7 separate regions of the Sus scrofa genome follow, and all the other regions are linked to region 2. The links are chromatin contacts, called in public HiChIP or PLAC-seq and promoter capture Hi-C maps. All regions are on one chromosome and are shown on one strand. The core of a region is the stretch at or near the end of the contact, and the rest is flanking DNA. Distances in the headings are between cores, read along the strand shown. Region 1 has its middle 180 kb from the start of IRF2BP2. Region 2 has its middle 46 kb from the start of TARBP1. Region 3 has its middle 27 kb from the start of TOMM20. Region 4 has its middle 200 kb from the start of IRF2BP2. Region 5 overlaps LOC110256735 (a long non-coding RNA gene). Region 6 has its middle 190 kb from the start of TOMM20. Region 7 has its middle 130 kb from the start of TOMM20.

Region 1 (3,291 bases), core at 238-2,737, 260 kb before region 2:
TTATCTCAATAAACTCTACTTTCTCTCCCCTCGCCATGCTCAATAAACTCTTCTTTCTTTTCACCCCGATACGAGTCCAGAAATTATTTTGTGACCCGTGTGCACAGACCACAACAGGTCCAAAGGCATCTATACTGTCTCCTGGGTCTTTCTAAGTGTCAGGGAGCAGGAGGGTCTCTCTAGTGTGGCCCCCACAGCATTGCTCCAACGTTGTCCATAACCTCTTGACCATCCATGTTTATCGCACACTCTTCATCTTTGCCGTCATCCTCTTGGGCCACCAAGTCTGAGCGCACCTTTCCCAGAGCGTTCTGCCCCCCAGCTCACGTTTCCCCAGCTAGTTTTCTTGGTGGCGGCAATTCATCCCTGGCTACTCGAGAGAATTAGCCTTAAAAAAAAAAAAATACACATGTTGGAGTTCCCACTGTGGCTCAGTGGTTAACAAATCTGACTAGGAACCATGAGGTTGTGGGTTCGATTCCTGTTTAAGGATCCAGCGTTGCCAGGAGTTGTGGTGTAGGTTGCAGATGCAGCTCAGATTCTGCATTGCTATGGCTGTGGCGTAGGCCGGCAGTTGTAGTTCTGATTCGACCCTAGCCTGGGAGAGCCTGGGAACCTCTATATGCCAAGGGTGTGGTCCTGAGAAGCAAAAAGAAAAAAAAAAAAATACACATGCTTGTGTCCTGCACCCAGAAATGTTTCTAGTGGTGGAGGTGGTGTATCTGGGAGTTGTCTGCGCAAAACAGGAATTTTGCCCCCTGCATCCTCTTGTTTCCTGGGCTGGGCCTTGGGGGAAAGCTCTCCTGGGCACCAGGACCTGGTGTCACAATCAGGCCATAAGAAACTGAGGCTAATGCTGCTTTTTTCCAGGGCAGCGAACAGGCAACCTCTCTGCCCAGCAAGGCCACCCTGGGCCCCAGCAGGACGACTGGGGTCAGGGACGGGGGCACTGGCCAGGGTGACCCCGGGGGAGGGGCTGGTGTGGCCTCATGCCTCTCAGCCTGAGTTCCTTGGACCCCCTTGGCTTTTCTGATCGTGAGTCCCTGGGCTCCTCTCCTCCCCGCAAAATGCCCAAGGAAAGAATCATACAGAGGACAGGCTCAACTGTGGGAGGCTGGAGCAAAAAGCCAATAAAACTGGCTTTATTTGTAATGTTCCCGTGTTTGTTATTTCGTTATCCCTACCCTGCTTCCTCCAAGCAATGTAACAAGGAAAAGGATTTAAAAAAAAAAAAAACTCCCTGCTCTAAGTATGCATGAACTTCATGGCCTCACTTGATCCTTTACCTCCTTCTTCTCCAGCAGGCCAGTGCATGAATTCCTCTCCCAAACGGTGTGTTTTCCATCCTAACTTTTATGGCATGTCCCTCGATTAATGGTTGACGTATTCATTTTCTCCCCTCCGCCCCCATTATCAAAGTGTGCTTTGACTAACGATTAACTCTCTGGTTAACAGAAAGAAACCTGTTAATCATCTACAAGCCCTCGAGCAGGAAAATCATTCTTTGTAACCTTTTCCCAACGGCAGGAGAGCCCCCTGTCCCGAGGCAGCTGACCTTCAACCACACCTGGGTCCCGAAGCTTGCAAAACCCCGACTGTAATCGTGTTACAAGGGCTTATTAGTAAGCCAAGGTCATAAACCCCTGAGGAGCGAGTGACGCTGGTTCTCCCAGCCAGGCAGGGAGAGCACTCTTCAGTCCAGACACCCTAACTCCAGGACCCTATAAAGAGACCAAGCGGCACCTCTTTTTTAAAAAAAAAAAAAATTGTTTTGCCAGTGAGGGCTAATCATTCTCTGTTGTACATTCTTTGTTGCTGGGAGACTCAATGGCTGTACAGGCTGTTCTTTCTCGGAGCCATAGTTCAAAAGTGCTCCTGACCCAAACACACACGTGTTGTAATCCTGCCCTCCCTTGTGTGGGGCCGGCAGACAACTAGCAAGTGTGCAGCCCCAGCCAGACCCAGAGGCTGGAAGGGGGGAACCTTCTTCTGAAGTTAGGTGGGCGGTGCCTTTCTTTCCTGGAAGGAGCTGGAGGAGGAGGGGAAGGGATGGGGCGGGATGCTTTAGGGGGCCCCCTCCTCACCCCAGAGGGAAGGGCTGGAGACCTGTGGCTCACCATCTGGGATGCGATGTGTGCCCCAGGGCTAGAGAGTCAGTCCTCGTGGAGAAAGCAACCCCTTCGTTCATTTGCAAAGCTGATCTGCTGTGGAGTGGGGAGGCCGGGAGAAAGGAGGGCTCCCCTCCATCCTTGCTGGGTTTGGCTTGCTTTTCTCCCTGGTGGCACCCCGCTCCTTCTTCTTAAATAAGACCCGGCAGCAAGGGAGAGTCTGGTCTGCTGAGAGGACGCAGGCGCTGCCAGACTTATTAGGAAAGAGGCAGCCCGGGTTTTGGCCAGCGCTGGCGCTGTGGACCACATGGTCCTCTGCGCGCCTGGTTACTGTCAGCGCTGCGCTCTGGACCCCGCCGCCCTGGCCTCCTCCCCGCTGCCCGCAGCGCCTGCCCTGCTCCGATCCAAACATTTCCACATTAGGCAGCCTTGCTGCCTGGCTCCCCGCCTCCAGCCGTGACCTGGGGTGACCTCCGTCCCGGGCTCGATGCCAAGCGCTCCACCACAGGTGCACTTGCCTGTTTTCTGGGTCGCCCTTGTGATCTGGTGTCCAGGTGCTTGGCAACATTTAGCAAACCTTCCTCGGTGCTCTGTGTCGTCTTGACACTGTTTGCGCAGACACCCTTGGGGATGCGGGAGAGGAGCTGGTGCCTCTCCTTCATGCACTTAGTGCCTGGCATGCCGCGCTGGCCTCACCAAGATGCTGGATGACCCTCTCTCCCTCTTCATCCCCCGCCCTCCCCCTTTAAGCAGGTCTGACTTGTCTTTTGGACTCAGAGAGTCAGAGCAGAAGTTACGATTCCTTCTACACACACACCCACCCCTAGATTTGTGCAGCCATATATGGTAGCCACCCGGGCATGTGGCTCAGGAGTGGTGAAAATGGGACTGCTTCAAACTGAGACATGCTGGGTGGGGGTAAGTCACACTGGATTTCGAGGACTTTGTTAAAAAAAAAGAACGGGAAGTATCACACATGTTGAAATGCTCATATTTAAGGAAGAGTGGATTAAGTAAAATATGCTATTAAGAAGAATGTTACCTTTCTGTCCACTTCCTTTAATGCGGCTACTGAAAGATGCAGCACATTAGTTCGCATTGTATTGGGGTTGGACTGCTACGCTCTTGCCTGTTCCACTGGGGACGGTTCCTTCCGTGCTTCCTAATATTCTGGGGGTCCCTG
Region 2 (3,369 bases), core at 687-3,186:
GGGGGGAAAAAAAACAAACCCACTACCTTAGAAGGAAAGTGTTACAAACATGTAAGAGATGAATAATGTGTCATTTTTATCACCTCACTGACAGCTTTATGGACTTCATTTATTCATGCATCCAATGTGCTATGTCATCGTCATTATCCCTTCTCGTTATTATTAAAAGTAATTCTGCTTACTGCAAGTTTTTCAAAGCCCGTGAGTCTGTTTCTGTTCTGCAAATAAGTTCATTGGTATCCTTCCTTAAGGTTCCACCTATAAACAATATCATATGATGTTTGTCTTGCATGGTCTGACTAACTTCACTTAGCATGATAATCTCTAGGTTCAGCCTTGTTGCTGAAATGCATTACTTCATTCTTTCTATGGCTGAGGAAGATCCCAGTGCATATATGCACCACATCTTCTTTATCCATTCCTCTGTCACTGGACATTTAGGTTGCTTCCATGTCTTGGCGATTGTGGCTAGTGCTGCAACGAACAGTGGTTATCAAAGCAGACAGGGGAGGGGAGGAAGGGGTGGACTGGGGATTTGGGATTGGCATAGGCACCCTGTGGTATATGGAATGATTGGCCAACGAGGACCTGCTGTATAGCACAGAGAACTCTAACCAATACACTGTGATCGTCTATGTGGGGAAAGTATCTGAAAGAGAATGGAGGGGTGTACATGTATCACTGAATCACTTTGCTGTACAGCAGAAATGATCACAAACTTGTAAATCCACTCTACTTCAACAAAGCTTTAAAATAAACTCAAACAAAAAATAACGCCACTATCTCCACTGGTGTTCATCCTTCCCTCTCACTCCCAACCCAATTTTATGATCGTTATTATTTATACTCTGAAAATCTGGGAATCAAAAATGCTTTTGTTGTTGGTCTGCTCTGAAAGACGACAGAGTTCCCTTCCCTCGGAGTATAACCTAGTAAAGAAAGAGAATATGCATAATTGAAGTGAGTTTTTAAAATGGGTTCTTCTTTATCACTCTTGGACAGTTAAAATTGCCATGCTTGAGGAAGAAAATGCAAAGTGGCCCCACAGCGCATTACGGAGGACACTTGACATACGCATTCAATCCAAGCCTGATGAAAATTTGCATAATTCTTCTTCTCCTTATTTATTCTAAAATAATTGAAAAGCAGTGGTCTTGAAGACAGAAATTTTTGAAAAGCAATATTTCACGCATAGGTTTAAAAGGAATCAGCCCATTTGTTCAATAATGAAAAAAATCATTATTTTCACATTCCCACCTAATGTCTTCTGTTTTCTTCCATCCTCATTTAGCTCAACTGGGAATTAGGCACATCTTAGTTATGCTAAAAAAACACACAAAAAACTAATATCATGAAATAGTAGTATCTTTCATCAACAATAGGACTTACTCTACAGAAAAGACCCTGACTATGTCAGGTGTGGCTTAGATTTGTTTTTTGTTTGTTTGTTTGGGGCTGCACTTGCAGCACATGGAGGTCCCCAGGCCAGGGGTCTAATCTGAGCTGTAGCTGCCGGCCTACACCACAGCCACAGCAACCCCAGATCGGAGCCGCATCTGCAACCTACACCACAGCTCATGGCAATGCCGGATCCTTAACCCACTGAGCGAGGCCAGGGATCGAACATGTGTCCTCATGGATGCTAGTCAGATTCGGTTCCACCGAGCCACAACAGGAACTGCCAGATTTGTATTGGACCTTCATTTCTTTTCCTTCCCCATTTTTGGCACAATGTATAGGTTTGAGCACACTGGAATCCGGAGTTCTCTTTCTGTGTATACGTATTTTTTCCTTTACTATCTTCTATAAAAGGAGCCTGCTATTGATTGCAGCTGACTGTGCCGCTTGAGTTGATATCCAAGCGACGCTAACCCAGATAGGGATTAGCATGACATCAGCCGTCAGGCGAGGGAGCCTGGCGGAGCGCCAGCCTGTAAAAACGGAACACGTTTGCGTCACCGTTCCCTTGGTAATGCTTCTTGGAGCCTTGTCAGCTGTCCCCTGAGGTTGTTTCCTTAATATGTCAACAGACATTCCTGAATCTTTAATGCTGAATAGCTCTTTTCCTTTTCCAAAAACACTTAGGTGACCAAGCAGCTGGGACATTCTGTTGGCGTGATCTTTTAAAATGCAATTTCTTTCATGAAATAGGTGTTTTGTTCGAAACATTCTAGGGGATTTAAAGAGGTTTCGATTTCTGCTTCTCGGTGTTAGAAGACCTGTTTTTTGAACAAACGGGGCAGCTGGTTTCAGGCTGGGCGCTGCTTCTCTGCTTTTATCTTCTTTGGGAAAAGCCCTGATTCCCTCTGCAGCTTCTCCAAACCATCCAATTATCCTGTTCCAGTGTGACATTTCACAGGGCACAGTGGCTGGTTGAAAGACCCGGCTGGAATTTGCCCCCATGTATGATTCGCCCTCTGACCTTGCTCTGAGAAAGTCTGCGGGTGAGACGGAAGAACACGTGGGCAGTGACCTTGAGTGTTGTTCCCTCCTTACCCCCAGCCACAGATAAGAAAGATTTGTCACCCGTTACCCACGTGATAGCTATTTCCTCATTTTCCCGAGGTCTTTATTTGCTGTTCTGGTAACTTGATCTCCACTTTCATCTTGAAATCTTTTACTTTGAAGAGTCCCATAGCCAAAGCTAACATCCCTTCCTTCTCTTTCCGAAAGTAAACATAGCTCCTTGAAGTTGAGTGACTTCCCACTGCACAATAACCTTCCAGACTGTTGTGCAGTTGCTATAGCAGTTAATCTCCGTCAATAGTTCGAACATCGTAAATTTGGAGAGAAGTCATTTGGTGTGGGGTTGGGGGGTAGGGTGGGAGGTAGGTTATGAAATTAAATTAATCGCAAGTGACTTTGAGGGAGGATTTGGGGGGGAAGCCACTTCTGCCTGCCTGAGCATCAGACCCAATGCAGAGGGGCGCCTTTCACCACCAGCTGGTGGGGGGTCGCGGGTTTTTTCCGGCGGAAATACGCCAAGAGCACTGAGAGTCTGCTGCCCCGGGCTCTGCCTCTGGGCGGGGGCTGCTAAGAGCTCTGCTTCCTCCTCTGCCAGCTGACGGAACAATCCCCCTTCTGTCCTGCCGTTCCTGTTCCCTTGGTGTCCGGCCTCCTGGGAGCCCCGCCATCATCCCCACTGAAGAAGGTCCCCGCTGGTTCACCGGAGGAGAAGGGAATTGGGGCTGCCCAGAAGGGGAGAGGTGTAGAATCCCTGGGTTTTAGAACTGAAAAGAATTTTTAGAGACTTAGTGAAACCCAAGATCATCATTTGTTTTAAGAATGAGAAATCCGAGGCCCAGAGAAGCTGAATGAGTTTGCTGGTGTGGCCAAGTTGGTGTCAGGCCTAGGAGGAGAATAGGTCTC
Region 3 (3,507 bases), core at 176-2,675, 480 kb before region 2:
GGGTTAAGGCTCTGGTGTTGCTGTGAGCTGTGGTGTAGATCCCAGCTTGGATTCCCCCATTGCTGTGGCTGTGGCGTAGGTCGGCGGCTGCCACTCGAATTAGACCCCTAGCCTGGGAGCCCCCAAGTGCCACAGGGGCAGCCCTAAAAAGCAACAACAACAACAAAAGGATCCAGCATTGCTGTTGCCCAACAATCAACAATGCAGGTCTCAGCTGAAGCTTGGATTCAATCCCTGGCCCGGGAATTCCATATGCTTGTGGGTGCAGACATTAAAAAAAAGACATAGGTTCCACACACACACAAATTTATGGAGTTTGACAGAAAAGGATGTTATTAGTAAAACCTGTCAGACTGCCCCATCTAAAAAAAAAGACATAGGTTCCTAGGTATTAGCCCACATGCAATGCTTTTGATAGCAAAGGTTACATCTCACTTATACTTTACTCTTTTCTCTTAACTATCACCTCCGAAAGCAAACATAAATTAACTTCTTCCTCAGAGTGACTTAGGATATGTGATAAAAATGATTCCAGGCAATATCAAAGCTAGCTCTATGCTGAGAAGAATCCTATCATAAATAACACTTAACTCTGACTTGTTTAAAATAGTTTATCATTAAAATTTTTTTTTTTTTTTTTTTAGTTTAGTCCATGCTGAAAAGCATTTGACAGATACCCTGCAGTTAAAAGAATAAACTCTCAAGTCCAGAAAGAGCATCTCTCCCAACCAGCTGTCGCAGGGGTCTGGGTTGGTTCAATTATAGATACACAGAGCGACTGCGCTGACTTGCTACCCCGGAGGCGCACGAGTTTTTCAAGGATAGATCTGTCAACCACAAACTGCCATTTCAGACAGCTGCTGGTCATTTTCGTGCTGCGGTGGTGTCACCAGGGAACAAAAGCAGTGGCAGATGAGCTACGTCTATACGCATGCCTCCTCTGAAGATGATTTAACGCCGCCAGCTGGTCCACAGGGCAGTTGGGTCTCCGATGCATAGGGCTCAAGGCAGCTTAGTTAGTGGGCACTGGACCAGGCAAATAGCAGCAAAGTATGCGTCCAGTGGTACCTTCAAATATATCAGCAAAGCACGTGGTCAGTAGTACTTTTACAAAAACATCTTCTTGCTTTCTCCCAACACCTATCGAGTTCTGCATGGCCATTGGCCAAGTGCGCATGATTCTGACGCTCACCGTTCACCTACCGAGGAGAGGACGCCAGCCTTAGCAACTCAGAGGGTAGACGGAGAGGACCACCGTCTCCTCTAATTCCATGCCGGGCAGGGGGTGGGGTGGGGGTGGGTGCGCATTGGACACGTGATAGGACGCATTCTGAGCAGAGGGCTGCGTGGTGCTGAACGATGTTCCAGGGCTGAGCTGTGCTGGTCCGGCGGCAGCCGGGGAAGAATGCCAGCACTTGAGAGCCGAAGCCAAGGCGAGCTCTGGCGCCCTCTGGCGGCGGCGGCTCGAATGCCCGGCCAGCGCCCTGTCCCTGGGTGCCACGAGCTAGCCTGAGACCTGGAACACACCTCCCTGGAGCCTCCAGGCCCTGGTGTCCCCTTGCACGGAAATGTGATTCTGTAACGTATAGCGATCACTAATAGCAAAACGAAAATGCTAGGACATTTGGGGGAAAAAATGTTCATCCTGGAAAATGTACTGGGATGACATTTTGTCATGTCTTGTTTCAGGTTCACATAAATTAAAATTGTATATGGGAACATCCCAAATGAGAGAACGTAATTCAGAGAAATAGTTGGAAGGACTGCTGACTTGTTGAAGAAGAGGCATGATTCCAAGCTGATCTTCAGAGTGCTTCAAAGCAACACATGGATCTTTTACACTAAAGGCAAAGAAGAAAATGAAGCAGAGGGTTTTTTTAACTCCATAACCTCCTAATTCTGTATAATCACTGTGCCAAAAACAAACATGGGGAGCTCCTGTTGTGGCTCAGCAGATTAAGAACCTGACTAATATCCATAAGGATGCGGTTTCTATCCCTGGCCTGGCTTGGTGGATTCAGGATCCAGCACGGCCGTGAACTGCAGTGTAGGTCACAGATGTGGCCTGGATCTGGCGTGGCTGTGGCTGTGGTGTAGGCTGGTGGCTACAGCTCTGATTCCACCCCTAGCCTGGGAACCTCCATATGCCGTGAGTGCAGCACTAAAAAGATTTTTTTCTTTTTAGTTTTTAGGGCTGTACCCTCGGCATATGGAGGTTTGTCCAGGCTAGGGGTCGAATCGGAGCTACGGCTGCTGGCCTACATCACAGCCTCAGCAACTCAGGACCTGAGCCGAGTCTGCGACCTACACCACAGCTCACGACAACACCAGATCCTTAATCCACTGAGCGAGGCCAGGGATCGAACCCACAAGCTCATGGTTCCTAGTTGGATTCATTTCCGTTGTGCCACAATGGGAACTCCCATGGCCCTAAAAATATTTGAAAAGTTAGAGAAAACATGCTGTGAGCATCAGCAGAATGTTCATAGTGTTGTGGATGCAAAGTGACCTGTGGCTGGGGACTGCTGGCGAGGGCCTGCAGCTCAGATTGCAGCTTATCTCCCAGGGCTGTGCAAAGGCGCATTGCAGCAGCGAAGCAGGTTCAGCGCCCCCTCCACGAGGCTTCGAGAGACCAAGGGCCACCCCGCAAAGCCAGGTGTTGTTGAGGGGCAGGCAGCTCTCAGCTCAGCAGTTTTAGCAAAAGGCCTTTGATGCCAAAGCCAGGAGCATCTCAGACACTGTGCCTCTGGTCCTAGGAGTACAGCTTTATGACTTTTGGATTTGAAAAGGGGAAATAATTCCTTAAATCCAAGTCAAAAGCCTGCAGGTACCTCCCTCCAGAGCTAAATAAAATGGGTGGAAACCTTGCCCTCTGTGCAGCTCAAGTGGAATAACCCAAGGTTATTCAGGTGTCAGGTGTCAGGTCCTGTGTGATCACACCTTGGGAGGAACTCAGCGCCAATGGTTCTCTCTGTCTTCAAGGTAAATCTGGGCAGTAGTCCATTTCCTCATCATCTCTGGTTTATGGGATGTGGAGGTGATTTTTTTTTTCTTATTTACACTTTGCTGTATTTTTCAAAATGTCTGGCATCACCATATACTCTTCTCCCCATATGGGAGACCAAAGTGTGGCTTTTTGCCTCTCCCTGTTGCATCAGCCGGGGCTCTCTCCACTATGACTAATAACAAATCCAGATCACACCGAAGCATGCGAGGAATTGTTGCCTAAACTTGGCCTCTGTCCACTGTGCCAAATAGAAACTTGAAGACAGAGTTTTGGGTGAAGGAGAAAAAAATAGCTTTATTGCTTTGCCAGCAAAGGAGGCTACAGCAGGCTAATGGCCTAAGGACTGTGCCTTCCTTTGAGAGAGGTTAGGAGGTAGTTTTATAGTTTGGGAGTAGAAAATAAATAGGGCCACAGATAAGGATCAGGGTAGATATGAGCTTTCATTCTTCTTCAAAGGGGGTGTTTAGTAGCCTTGGGACTGGTTCTGGGGATCCTCCTCT
Region 4 (3,137 bases), core at 150-2,649, 280 kb before region 2:
AGCTGTCTCATCTGATCTTTAAACCCACTGGCTGAGCTTTTTCTTTTAATGATACACATTTCATTTCTAGACTTATATTTAGTCTTTTTTTCAAATATATTTGGTCTTTGAAAAAGAGTCTGATAGTATTATTCATAATTTTGACTTCTCCTTTTGCATTTTAATTATCTTGACCATATTTTTTTTTCTTGATAGTTTCATTATCTGATGTTCTTGGGGAGCCTGTGGTTCAATATCCATGTCGCCTATTGTGTGTGTTACTTTGGTTCTGTGTGGACTCTTGCTCTTGTCTCCTAAAGCATTTTAAAGCATTTTATAGTTTTTGACTGTGAGCTCCTAATTTTAAAAAATGCTCACTCTCAGGATCTTGTGTGGCCGAGGTTGAGGATCTGTTTCTATAGAGAAGTTTTTCAATTTCTTTAGCAACTTCCCCTATGATATTATGAGATTAGAACTCTTTTTATGTTACTTAATTGATTTCTAGACCATGCAGGTGAATACATTTAAATTCAAACCTGTGTGAAGTGTGGCCTGTGGTTATGAAACTCAAGGTGACTTTTTTTCCCTGCCAGAGCTCCAAGTGCCCAGACAGCCAAAGTGTCAGCACCTGCCCTGCTGTTCAGCCTGCTCTGGTCTCAGGGATTTCCTTTGCTGATCTCAGCTGTGCTATTAAAACTGTGTTTGTTATTTTTGTAGGCATATCTAGGTATTTTGTGGCCGGAGGTTTTTCAGATTCTCCTTTATGATATTGCTACAAATGATAGTTCCTGTCATTCTGCATTTCTGAGCTCAGAAAAAGCCTTCTCACTATGGATTACATATTTTGAGATCTCTTTCGATGTTAGAAACATCTTTTGGAGGAGGCCAGGAGCCCTGACTAAATTCATGGCAGTTCTGTTGTGCTGATCAGAAAGTACTCCTCCTTTTTATATATGGCTGTTAGTTAGATGAGACTTTGATTTTGTTCTGCAAAAGAAAACAGCTAATGTACTCTTTGCTAAAAATGACTGGCGTGCACAAATGGCTGGATTTATTTAGAAGGAACATGTGAGATGTTTAAACAGATCTTGGGAATTTGAGGACGCTGGGAGGGTTGCTCAGCACTGAAGGGAAAACAGAGGGAGAAAGGCATTTCACATCCCTGGGCCACGCTTGTGCTCTAGCTTCAAAAAATGCAAGGATTTCTCTCTGTGCTTCCTTCCTTTTGTCATTGAATTTTCTGCCCCTTAATGATCTGCTTTACAGAAAATGAGAAAGTCTTTGCCCAAAGAAGCTCCAGAGAAGTGAAGTCAGATTACTGTAAAAGGCTTTGCGGCTGAGTCAGCAGGGAGGGCAGCTGGAGATCATTTCCTGTCTCAGCCTGGAGAAGGGCGCTACCCAGGAAAGGGATGTCTGAGCTGGAAGGACTCTAGTTGGTTCCTGAACCTCTCCAGGGACCTGCAAGGCTCACTGCATGGACTGTTCTGATAGCCAGACAGGAAAAATATAGCCCTGCGGACCAGGAAGGAAATTCATTCATTTGTTCATTCATTCATCACTCTTACTTCCTATTAAAGTGAGGGGGGGTGTCTGGGGAATTTAGGCAGGAAACTTTCAATATGAATAGATATATGCACTTAACTTTTGTTGTTGTTGTTGCGTGTTTTGCTTTTACTATTTTTAGAAACATTTATCGAAGTACAGTTAATTTTTTTATTGTTGCTTTTTGGTTTGAAAACCTTATTTGCTCTGAAGGCAAAACACTTAATGATGCTCAGTGGTTTTGTTGTTACTATTCTGTGAATGTGTTTTTTAGAAAAAAAGATGGTTCAGTGGCATGGCCTTTGCCAATGAGGGAATTCTGGGCCTATTCGTTCATTCATTTTTTTCCATTCAAATAGTATTTATCCAGCATTATGCTATGTAAGGCTTTGTACTAGTGCTTTTGGTCTAAAAAGGCAAATTATAAATGGTCCCTGCCCTTGGGAATCTCAAAGTCTAATGCCTTGAAAAGAGGCCAGGGAGTTCCCTTTGTTCCTCAGCAGGTTGACTCGTATCCATGAGGTTGTGGGTTTGATCTTCGCCTCACTCAGTGGGTTAAGTATCCAGCGTTTTGTGTAGGTCACAGATGCAGCTTGGATCCTGCATTCCTGTGCATGCACAGAAAAGGCTAAATGAGACCAAATTACTCTTCAAATAATCTAAGCAGAGATTCACAACGAATAGTTCCATAGCTTTTATTATTATTATTATTATTATGGTGATAAAGGAGACATAACATAACAACCGTTTTAGCCATTTTTCAGGGACGTTTTCATTCACGTTATTGTGCAACTACCATCACCATCCATTTCTAGAACTTTGTCATCTTCCCAAACTGAAACTCTGTCCCCATGAGACACCAGCTCTCCCTTCTCATCCTGGCAACCACCATGCTGCTTTCTGTCTCTCTGAGCTGGACTCCTCGAGTTACCCCTACAAGTGGAATCATGCCACATGGGTCCTTTTGTGCCTGGTGCATCCATAACTTTTTTAATCGAAGGAAACAGGCTTTACAGAAACAAAAACCTCAGCCTTGTCCCTGACTGATTCACCACTTGACTGGGCCCAGGGTAAGACAGTCAACTTTTCCTAATGCCCTCAGCTCTACAATAGCTCAACTGCTTTATAATCTTTTTTTTTGGAAAAGTCCATCCCAGTGCGTGATATTAATCAGTTCATGTCTGCTGACATTTTTATAGTGCTTAGGAGGCTGCCGCTCCCTGGAGACTCCACACAGCATCCCTCCATGGGTGGCGGCACAGTGAGGTCAGAAGCTCACAGGTGGGCCAGCACCTTGGCTCTGCAGAAAGCCTGCTGCTTCCATAGGCTGCACGTTTCCCAGGGCTTTGAGTAGAGAGCCCCACTGTTCCCAAAGCCCAGCTGCCTGCCAGAAACCCAGGCCCTGCGGATGTCCCTGCCCTGCCCTCCTCCCCCTCATTGACGTGAACTCTGAGCCGGGCTGTTTAGCATCTTTCCTCTGGAGCCAATCAGACACCTGCCAAAGAGCGCCATCTTTTGTGTCCCTTGCTATATTTGAGATCTTTCATGCATTGGGAGTCCTCAGTGGGGTTAGAGAAAGACCTGAAGTCAGGAGGAGGACTGGGTCAAGTTTCCAA
Region 5 (3,019 bases), core at 208-2,707, 440 kb before region 2:
ACAGCCTCAGGGTGGGAGGGGCAGGGAAGACCCCTGGGAGCGGGGAGTGGGGTGGTGGCAGCACCTGGACCACAAGCGTTAAGTGGAGCTTGGTGCAGTGCTCAGACAGACACCGCTGAGTCCAGAACAAGTGATGGAGGCAGAGGATTCAAACTCAGGTCTTTGCTGGCTCTGCATCCAGAGGGACTGTGGAGCTGGGGTTACCTCTGGGGCACACCCGTGTTCTTTGAGGTCTCTGCTGAGGGCACTGGAACAGCACAGGGAGGTGTGATGGGCACTCCAGCGCTCCCCCAGCACCCGGTCTTCTTTCTCTCACATCTTTTCTCTTTGCCCAACTCACTGGCTTAGTTAGGGAAGGTCACTCTCAACAAATGAAAGGGGTAAAGAATCTACTTGCTTCTGTTGCATTTTCATGGAGGCTCCAAACAACAGTAACTTAAGGGATGTGTCTGAGCAGCGCGATGGAAAGATGTGGAATTATTGGAGTTCCTGTTGTGCCTCAGTGGATTAAGGACCAAATGTTGTCTCTTTAAGGATGTGGGTTCAAACAATCACCTTGCTCAGTGGGTTAGGGATCCATCATTGCTGCAAGCTGTGGCTTAGGTCACAGATGCGTCTCAGATCTGTTATGGCTGTGGCATAGGCTGGCAGCTGCAGTTCCAATGCGACCCCTGGTCCAGGAACTTCCATATGCCATAGGTGCAGCTGTAAAAAGGGAAAACAAATTTAAAAAAGATGCGGAATTATAGATTCCCATTGCGGCTCAGTGGTAATGAACACAACTAGTATCCATGAGGATGCCAGTTCAATCCGTAGCCTTGCTCAGTGGGTTAAGGATCCGGCATTGCCATGAGCTGTGGTGTAGGTCGCAGAGGTGGCTCAGATCCTGTGTTGCTGTGGCTGTGGTGTAGGCCGGCAGCTGCAGCTCTAATTTGACCCCTAGCCTGGGAACTTCCATATGCTCTAGGTGCAGCTCTAAAAGGACAAAAAAAAAAAAAAAAAAAAAAAAAAGATGTGGAATTATCTACCAGCTTTGACAAATGATCCGACTCCAGGGATTTCTGGAGAAGAACCAACCGCACAGCAGGAGATGTGTCAGCTGGACTTTGCCTGCCCAGAGTCCCTTCCTGGGCATCGGAAGGAAGGAACCAGAAGGTCCCAGGCAGAGTCAGGATCCCCACCTCAGGTTCAGGGCAGGCCGTATGTCAGTCAGCATTGCCACCATCAACACCCGCACCCCACCCCCGCAACAATCTTTCGAGGAGCCGGGGAGCTTGCTTTTCACCTTGGCTTTGCTGAGCCTTTGCTGTGAGGCCAGAGGCAAGGGGCGTTTATCCAGGGCTGTGCAGCCTGGTCCCGTCTCCCTTGAAGCTGTGAGGGCAAAGCAGCTTCGTTCACATGACCATGTGTTGAACGGTGGTTAGATCCATTGCCTCCTGTTCCAAGAGAAAGGGAAAGGGTGTGGGGGCTGGAGTCTGGGCTGGGTGCCTGCGGATGCGTAATCCTGTGTCTGGCCCTCTGTCGGTTTCTCCTGGGTTTGGAGAAGGGGACCTAGCATCTCTTGTCCAGTCTTCCCGGTCCCAGTGATAGCAGGGGTTGTGAATTATGGACGCAGCAGCAAATGTTTTTAATCTTCCATGAAACAAAACCAGCGTGTTTTCTGCACCAGGGGCTGAGGCCGAGGGAGGAAGCGAACAGCTGCTCCGATATGGCCAACTCGGGAATGACGTCAATGCGAGTCAGTCCGGGCCAAAGACTCCACTCAGGAAGCTTAAAAGTGATACTGAAAACAAATTTGCATTTTTTCCTTTCACAGGAACTCGGCGACTCTCCGTTTCACCGAGATGTTTTCACCAGCGTTTGCAACTAGTGTGTTGAATAAGCCGGGCTCGTGGTCTCAGGGGAATGCAGCTTCAGGTTTTTTTTTTTTTTTTTTTTTTTTCTGCTGCCCCTTTAAAATGGATTCAGCGAGATGAATGTTTCCTGGCCTGGGATGAAAACGCTGGCAGGCGCTGCCTTTTTTGCTCCTCTTAGGAAATAGTCTGTCCTAAGGTCGCTTTAAATGGAAAACAGTCTCAATTTGGAATTTGAATATCCAGGCCAAGATATTAGTCAAAACCCTCAAATTTGACATCCCATTCTTCACCCCAGCTCCAGCTTAGCTTGCTTAGGGCTGGAAGCCTCCGTGGGAAAGGGGGCTTCTCTGCTGGACTCCGATGGCCCCTCCCACTCCTCCCCGAGTGGGGAGCTGGGGTTCAGGGTGAGAGGAAGGCAGAGCATAGCTCTTACTTGAGTGGGTGCGGTGGGACCCTGCTGCGGTTGAAGCTGACCTTTCTCCTGAGGTGTCCCTCTTCTGGGTGGTCACTTGCAGCTTTTCCCTCCTCTTCTTGCTGCGGGGAGTCTCTGCCCCTCCAGGCAGAGATGAGAAATAGGGACGAGGTCATCCTGGCTCCCTTCCATGAGGTCCACATCTGGCTCTGACCTTCACACATCACTCTGCCTGACAAACTCCGGGATGCAGGGTGACCCCAACCCCAGCTTGCTCCTGGCCCCACCCCCCAAGCAGAATGCTGCAGGTGAATTAGTTCCCTGTGGATGCTGTTACAAATGACCACAGACGTGACAGCTTGAAAGGAAAAGAATGTACCCTTCCACACCTTGGAGGACAGGAGGCTGAAATCAGTTTACTGGGCGGAAATCCAGTGTCAGGAGGGCTGAGCTCACTCTACAGGCTCTAGAGGGATTCATCTTGTTGCCTCTCCCGCTTCTGGTGGCTGCCAGCATTTCTTGGGTTGTGGCCCCATCCCCTCTGGTGACATTTGACGTCGCCTCCTTGTGTGGTTAAACCTCCCTCTGCCTCCCTCTAGTGGGCATATGTGCAATTGCATGTAGGGCTCTGGAAATCCAGGATAACTCCCCATCTCAAGTGTCTTCGTTTAAACCCATCTCTGTTTCCAAATAAGAGACTCTTTTTCCAAATAAGGTGCTTAATCCCACCTGCAAAGACTCTTGCCAATAA
Region 6 (3,010 bases), core at 76-2,575, 320 kb before region 2:
GCCTCCCACCCCAAGGAGGGCTGTTCTCCATTCCCTGGGCATCGGAAGAGTGCAGACGGACCCTGAGCCTTTCTATTCCCTGCCAGGCCAAGTAAAGCTTCTCTCATCTTGGATCTTGTGGAAGATCCAGCCAGAGCCTGGTGAAGAGGGGCTCCCTGATGACCAGATATGCTCCAGGAATGAATTCCGCGTACCGTGCCACCAGGGCAGCCAGGCCAGCACTGCGCCTGAGCCCAGACAGCGTTCTGAGTACCATATGGAGGCTGTGATGGTGGGGAAACCTGATGCCTTGGTGTTGCCGTGTTCTGACCAGCCGTCTTCCAAAGAATGTGAGCTTGCTTTCATGTGGTTTGTTGTCAGCCTGCTCACAGAATTATTGAAGGAGGGCGCATCCAGGCAACACATGGCACTTGACTTTGAGGTCTATGAGCAGCTGCCCTTCCTGAGGGCCTACTGGGTGCCAGTCACTCCACAAGAAGCATGAAGTGTTTAGAGACTGGAATGGCCTCTGTTCTGAGAGCAAAACACTTCAAACAACTGCCCAGAATTTTGCAAATATCCAGGTACTTGGCGTTTTAAATGAACTTGGCATCAGTGTGAGTCTTTGACATTTCACCTCTCTTTTTGAAGGTACCGTGATTTCAGAGTGAGGCCAATCTGGCTTTGCTTTTGGCTCTGCCACTCATTAGCTCTGTGACTTAGGGAACCTCCCTGAGCCTCAGTTCCCTTTTATCTTCAGTGGCGATAAGAGTCCTTGCAGAGCTATTGGGGAGATGACAAGAGATCCACCATGTCTGGCACATGGTCCCTGAGCTGAAGTTGTTATTTTGGGGTTTGCCTCTGGGCAAAGCATTGGAAAGATAATATATCTCATTCATGGAAAAAGAACTTTGACGTAAGTGTTCCAAAATGTTAATGGATGAAAGATGAAAAGTTTTCACGACTAGAAAGGAGAAATCCTTCCAGCAATGTTTGGGTTTCTGGTTTCACCGTATCTCACAACATACCCCATGGTGATTTCCATACGGCAGTCCTTCTGGACCCCAGGTGAGGGACATGTGCCCACAGCTGGACCCTTGAACCATCGTCCAGCCTGTCAGCCAGCCGAGGAGCTGACTCAAGGCGCCGAGCCTGGCCGCCGTTTCCTCTGTGACATGTTTGTCTGGATCACTGACTGACACCGCTGGGAGCTTTGGCCCGCTGAGCAAAGAGTTCTAAGAACTACTTCTTGACTTTTTACTGTGATCTCATAGGTCAGGTCACTTTGGGGTGGAGCGTGTTGTCCAGATGAAAGGACGTGAGAGACAATGTCCAGAGAGTTTCACGGGCTCTGCAACAGAAAGGCGTTGGTGCAGAGCGACTCTGCCGAGGCTGACGGCTCAGACCCAGGCCTGGCCGAGGGGGGCTGTTTGTAATTCCTGAGGGCCCTCAGCAAATCAGGCGCTTTGAACGCGGAGATGGGAATTAGGCAAAAAGAATGGAATGGGCGACTCTTAAATATTAACAGAACAGCCCAATAAACTTGTCAAACCTTTGATTTATTTATTTTTCTTGTCTTTTTAGGGCTGTACCTGCAGCATATGGAGGTTCCCAGGCTGGGGGTGGAATCGGAGCTGTAGCCACCGGCCTACACCAGAGCCACAGCAACATGGGATCCGAGCCATGTCTGCGACCTACACCACAGCTCACGACAACGCCGGATCCTTAACCCACTGAGTGAGGCCAGGGATCACCTGGAGGCCTCATGGATACTAGTTGGGTTCATTACCCCTGAGCCACAATGGGAACTCCACCCAAGACTTTTGTAAAGACCCATGGAGGCTTCTAGAAGATCATAGAAGCCTATAAGCCCCTCCTTCCACCATGCACTTAAGGACTGTGTCTGCTCCATACAGGACCTTTGACCTCTCAGATGTAGAAACAGAACAAAGGCTTGAACATAACGCGGAAATATTTACCCCTTTGGAGTAATTGTGCGTGCCTTTATTTTGGCCTTGCTGAAAAGAGCAATATCATGTTTAGAAAAGAACATTTGCAAAGAAGAAAGACCTGGAACAAACCACAGCCTTCCTGAGTTGTTGACAGCTATTATTCAGTGGAAACCAAAAAATATTGCAGCATTGTTTTAACACGAACATTGGAAGTGGCTTCCTTCCAGGGCTTGGCTGATGTAGGTACCTGGGATCCGCAGCCAGAGCCTTCTGGGCTGTTTTGACTTTTTCCCCGATGGTGCTTGTTGATGCAGCTGTGGAAGAGTCTGGTGTGTATCCTGAATCTGCAATTGCTTCCTTCGATGGGAGTCAAATGTTTCCAGGGTCTGTCACTGTGTCTTCCTGAAGTGCTGCCTGCACCATTTCCAGGGTTTTCGCTGTGTTGGGGAAAAGCAATCTTTTCACTGTGGAGAAGCTTCTCGAGGTTTCTCAGAATCAGAGCGGTAGGTGTGGCCAGCAGATAGATTTTAGTGAACCAGGGAAATAGGAAGCTAGGAGGAATCTGGAGGCATTTAAGAGAAATTGAAGAATTCCTCTTCCAGGAAGGAGTATTCTTCTCTATCATCAGTTTTCTTCTAAAACCGGGCAACATGCAACTGGCCTATTTTGAGCTCTCGATGTCGTGTCACGGACCTGCACACCCAGCCTTGAAGCTGACTCACCCTGTGCCCTGCTGAGGTCATTTCATGTCTCGTTTTTCCCACCAATAATGGGGTTAATAACACCTGCCCCCAGTTTGTGAGACTCCAATGAAAAAAACATATGCGAAAGTGATTAGAAATCATAAAGCACTTTCCAAGTGAAAAGCAAGCCACGAGCCTTGGGGTGAGCCTCCTGCCCACCCACTCTGGAAGGGGGGACCCAGAGGTGAGCCCGGGTGTGTCGAACTCCTCAACCCCCTGCCTGTGACTCATCTCTGATGCATATTATCATTTCTCTGTGACAGATGACAAAAATGACTGGGGAAAGTGCAGTTTGGGAGGCCTGGCGGGGAGGCGCTATAAGAGGAGCTGAGATGA
Region 7 (2,998 bases), core at 390-2,889, 380 kb before region 2:
CAGAAAATATGGAGATGATGAAAATCACCTTGAAATCCACCTCCGCAGATATGAGCGCTGCTCACAACTTGATACATCTTGCAAGCGTCTCTTTTGGGTCCAGGCACCATCAACACTTCCACGCACGGGGGCCACATGTTTTGTTTCCTACTTTTTATCAAAATGATCCAGGTGAATATTGTTTGAGGGCTTTGGATGTAGATTTCCAACATTATTTTCAACGGTTGCAGAGTTTTTCATTAAACGTACTGGCCCAATCACATCCAGGTTGTCGTTTATTTATTTATTTTCTTTTTAGGGTCACACCCATGGCATATGGAGGTTCGCCGGCTAGGGGTTGAATCAAAGCTGCAGCTGAGGCCAACACCACAGCCAGAGCAAGGTGAGAGCTGAGCTACATCTTCAACCTACGTTGCAGCTCGTGGCAACACCAGATCCTTAACCTACCGAACAAGGCCAGGGATTGAACCTGTATCCTCGTGGATACTGTGTTGCGTTCTTAACCCGCTGAGCCACACGGGAACTCCAATTTCTTTCTTCCTTCCTTCCTGTCTCCCTCCCCTCTTCCTTCCCTGCCTTCTCTCTTTCTCACACTGTGATGACTTTCTTCATACTTACATTTTGGTGCATTTTCCTGGTTGTTCAGTTGACCATACATCCCTAGTCTTGAAGCCAAGGAGTCAAAGTTACTCATTAATAATTATCGTTAACAGGATCAAACTGCCTCCAGGAAACATGTAACACTCCATGTCCACCAACAGTAGAGAAAGTGCGCCTATTTCCCACCCCCTGGCCAACACTAGCTGTTGCCATTTTTTTCTTTGGCTGCGCCCATGGCATGTGGAAATTTCCAGGCCAGGGATCGAATCCCTGCCACAGCAGTGACCCGTGCCACAGCAATGATGATGAGGGATCCATAACCTGCTGAGACACCAGGGAACTCCTAGATTGCTTTCCTTTTGAATGGCACTGTCTATGATTAAATAGAGGCAAACGCAATGATTTGTATGAGGTTCCCCTACTCCAGGAAAACCTAAGACGGGCATGAAGGCAGACATATTATCAGGGGAGCCAGGAACTCAGCACAGGAGAGTCTGATACTCGCTGCAGATGAGACTCTTTCATTGATATTTTTTCAGCGACTCACTGGTGACTGGATTCAGGCACTTTCTGAAAGGCATCTACAAGGCCACGTGGTTCTGGTCACAAAGAGGCCTGGATGACAAGGAGGGCATGTGAACCATCCTTGCAAGGCCACCTGCCGGCAGAGAGCCAATGCCCCATATTCTGTTGGTGGGTCTGCTCTGCACCGCGTCCCCCTGAGCTCAGCTCCCTGGGTCTTGGCTGGATCTGCCCACTTCTCTCCTCCCAGGATTGGCAGATGACAGCTTCGCTTTAGCCAATGCAACGAGAGCGCTGTTAGAACCAAGTCAGAAACCCTACTGCCATCTGGGACCCGGTGCAAGGGTGGATCAGAGGGCAGAGGACAGCCACCGGGGATGACAGTGGGGAAGGGGTGCCTGGAGTGGCAGCTGCTGCTGTGGCCTCAGGCCCAGCCGGGGCCAGAGAGGGCTGTTCCTTGCCGGCCTGCCGCTCAGTGGTTTCCTGTCTTGCTGAATGGCCGTTGCTCGGTGGTGATGATTCATGGCATTTGGAAAGTGTGGCTGTGTTCCGAATAGGGAAGTGAAAAAGAACCCTGCCAAGGACAGTGCAGGACACGCTGTCACATGATGCGAAGCTTTGCTTTGGAAAATGCAGGGGGCGGGGGCGCCACCTTGACACTGTTTCGATGGTTTGGGCCGCATGAGTGCAGCCCTGCTGGCCCTCCTTCAGGGCCTCAGCTTTTCTGAGCGTCGGTCGCCGAGCTGCCCCTCGGAAGCGGCTGCTGGTTTTGGCCGAGGCGGCTTTGGGCAGAAGGAAGTGGACGGGTGATTCAGTGAGTGTCGGCTTCCTCTCTGACTCAGGGCTGGATCCGTTTTGTAGGCTGGTGCCAGGGGGCCCTGTACTGCTTCAGCTAGAGTCTTTGAACTTGGAGTCAAAACGGAGGCTGTGACCCCTGTGGTTGCTGGCCCTCCTTCGACCCTCTGGATGAGTAAGGGGATTAGGCTGGACTCTGCCTCCCTCCCTCCTTGTGACTGAGGCCGTCCTGTGGGTTCCGCAGGGAGACCAGGGAGGTGGGGAGCCTGTGCCCCTCTCAGCGGCCTCCTTGGATCTGGGAGTCATGTTTGGGGGAGCAGCTGGGTTCTGTGGGCCTCGGCCTTGGCGGGGGTTCGACTGATGGAGGTGGCAGTTGAACTATGCCTCCTGGAGTCCATCTGTCCATCTAGCCACAGACACACAGGAGAGGGCCAGGAGCTCAGCAGCTCCCTTCTAGGAGAAGAGTCAAAACTGGCCATTTATCCCAGTGCACAATTTTCCCAAGGACCTGTCCTTAGTGTGCTGACTAAACGCTGTCACTTTTTCTAAGATCACTTCGATGATCCAGATAATTCCCTCTGCCTGAGAGCATATAATCCTGAAAGTATTGACTTGATAAAGATTTTGAAGTCCTCTCAAAGTGGCCACGGGGGTTCTGTATTTTCACATCCTAAACAACCTTGGATAAGGGTCTCTTTCTCCCCCTCCACCCTCTCCTGTTCCCATGGCCAAAGCAGAGGCCAGCCAGTCTGGCTTAGGCTGAATGGCCAGAATCCAACCCCTGGTGAGTCCCATGGGGACTCTATTATCAGTCACATGCAGAAGAAATGCAACTCAGACCCCCTGGGGCTTCCAAAAAGGGGCTCTGAAAATGCCTGCCACGGGACCTGACCCCCTGCATCATCTCCCACCCAATCTCGACTCCAATCCCACTGATAAGCTTTCTCAGCCCTGCAGGGGAGGCACAGGATGACAGCTTCTGCTTATCACGCCTACCAGGTTCACCGCTAGAGAGGGACCAAGAGTTCAAAAGTCCCAGAGAGGCCTTGAGGGCCTTGGCTGGGGTCAGGTGACCACCCCT

Evidence for each region. Promoter capture Hi-C pulls out the DNA fragments that hold promoters and counts their contacts. HiChIP or PLAC-seq counts read pairs in DNA pulled down with a chosen protein or histone mark.
Region 1: a promoter capture Hi-C map of liver shows a contact between it and region 2, with 4 times the contacts expected there. The contact joins two enhancer-like sites. A contact is called at or near these places in 1 of 5 promoter capture datasets (liver), 7 of 47 Hi-C or Micro-C datasets (fetal liver, liver, mesenteric adipose tissue and 1 more) and 2 of 2 datasets of contacts at active chromatin or transcription factors (alveolar macrophages and skeletal muscle).
Region 3: a contact with region 2 is called in an H3K27ac HiChIP or PLAC-seq map of skeletal muscle. The contact joins two enhancer-like sites. A contact is called at or near these places in 2 of 2 datasets of contacts at active chromatin or transcription factors (alveolar macrophages and skeletal muscle).
Region 4: an H3K27ac HiChIP or PLAC-seq map of skeletal muscle shows a contact between it and region 2. The contact joins two enhancer-like sites. A contact is called at or near these places in 1 of 47 Hi-C or Micro-C datasets (retroperitoneal adipose tissue) and 2 of 2 datasets of contacts at active chromatin or transcription factors (alveolar macrophages and skeletal muscle).
Region 5: a contact with region 2 is called in an H3K27ac HiChIP or PLAC-seq map of skeletal muscle. The contact joins two enhancer-like sites. A contact is called at or near these places in 3 of 47 Hi-C or Micro-C datasets (embryonic fibroblasts and liver) and 2 of 2 datasets of contacts at active chromatin or transcription factors (alveolar macrophages and skeletal muscle).
Region 6: an H3K27ac HiChIP or PLAC-seq map of skeletal muscle shows a contact between it and region 2. The contact joins two enhancer-like sites. A contact is called at or near these places in 3 of 47 Hi-C or Micro-C datasets (alveolar macrophages, embryonic fibroblasts and skeletal muscle) and 2 of 2 datasets of contacts at active chromatin or transcription factors (alveolar macrophages and skeletal muscle).
Region 7: a contact with region 2 is called in an H3K27ac HiChIP or PLAC-seq map of skeletal muscle. The contact joins two enhancer-like sites. A contact is called at or near these places in 1 of 5 promoter capture datasets (liver), 13 of 47 Hi-C or Micro-C datasets (alveolar macrophages, blood, embryonic fibroblasts and 7 more) and 2 of 2 datasets of contacts at active chromatin or transcription factors (alveolar macrophages and skeletal muscle).

The regions. Positions count from the first base shown.
Region 1 is chr14:56,362,819-56,366,109 of Sscrofa11.1, forward strand. No RefSeq gene overlaps it. Among named protein-coding and RNA genes, the nearest start is that of IRF2BP2, 180 kb to the right of the region's middle. Within about 2 kb of position 1,488, at least 60 of the 83 cell types and tissues checked have an H3K27ac peak or open chromatin away from gene starts, as enhancers often do. A contact at or near this core is called in alveolar macrophages, fetal liver, liver and 3 more, where this site is marked.
Region 2 is chr14:56,621,570-56,624,938 of Sscrofa11.1, forward strand. No RefSeq gene overlaps it. Among named protein-coding and RNA genes, the nearest start is that of TARBP1, 46 kb to the right of the region's middle. Within about 2 kb of position 1,937, at least 70 of the 83 cell types and tissues checked have an H3K27ac peak or open chromatin away from gene starts, as enhancers often do. A contact at or near this core is called in alveolar macrophages, fetal liver, liver and 5 more, where this site is marked.
Region 3 is chr14:56,137,941-56,141,447 of Sscrofa11.1, forward strand. No RefSeq gene overlaps it. Among named protein-coding and RNA genes, the nearest start is that of TOMM20, 27 kb to the left of the region's middle. Within about 2 kb of position 1,426, at least 13 of the 83 cell types and tissues checked have an H3K27ac peak or open chromatin away from gene starts, as enhancers often do. A contact at or near this core is called in skeletal muscle, where this site is marked.
Region 4 is chr14:56,339,687-56,342,823 of Sscrofa11.1, forward strand. No RefSeq gene overlaps it. Among named protein-coding and RNA genes, the nearest start is that of IRF2BP2, 200 kb to the right of the region's middle. Within about 2 kb of position 1,400, at least 28 of the 83 cell types and tissues checked have an H3K27ac peak or open chromatin away from gene starts, as enhancers often do. A contact at or near this core is called in alveolar macrophages, retroperitoneal adipose tissue and skeletal muscle, where this site is marked.
Region 5 is chr14:56,185,159-56,188,177 of Sscrofa11.1, forward strand. It overlaps LOC110256735 (a long non-coding RNA gene), which reads left to right. Exons shown (of 4, transcript XR_002338651.1): 2 at 1,817-1,917. Among named protein-coding and RNA genes, the nearest start is that of TOMM20, 74 kb to the left of the region's middle. Within about 2 kb of position 1,458, at least 37 of the 83 cell types and tissues checked have an H3K27ac peak or open chromatin away from gene starts, as enhancers often do. A contact at or near this core is called in liver and skeletal muscle, where this site is marked.
Region 6 is chr14:56,306,251-56,309,260 of Sscrofa11.1, forward strand. No RefSeq gene overlaps it. Among named protein-coding and RNA genes, the nearest start is that of TOMM20, 190 kb to the left of the region's middle. Within about 2 kb of position 1,326, at least 22 of the 83 cell types and tissues checked have an H3K27ac peak or open chromatin away from gene starts, as enhancers often do. A contact at or near this core is called in alveolar macrophages and skeletal muscle, where this site is marked.
Region 7 is chr14:56,239,107-56,242,104 of Sscrofa11.1, forward strand. No RefSeq gene overlaps it. Among named protein-coding and RNA genes, the nearest start is that of TOMM20, 130 kb to the left of the region's middle. Within about 2 kb of position 1,640, at least 55 of the 83 cell types and tissues checked have an H3K27ac peak or open chromatin away from gene starts, as enhancers often do. A contact at or near this core is called in alveolar macrophages, liver, mesenteric adipose tissue and 4 more, where this site is marked.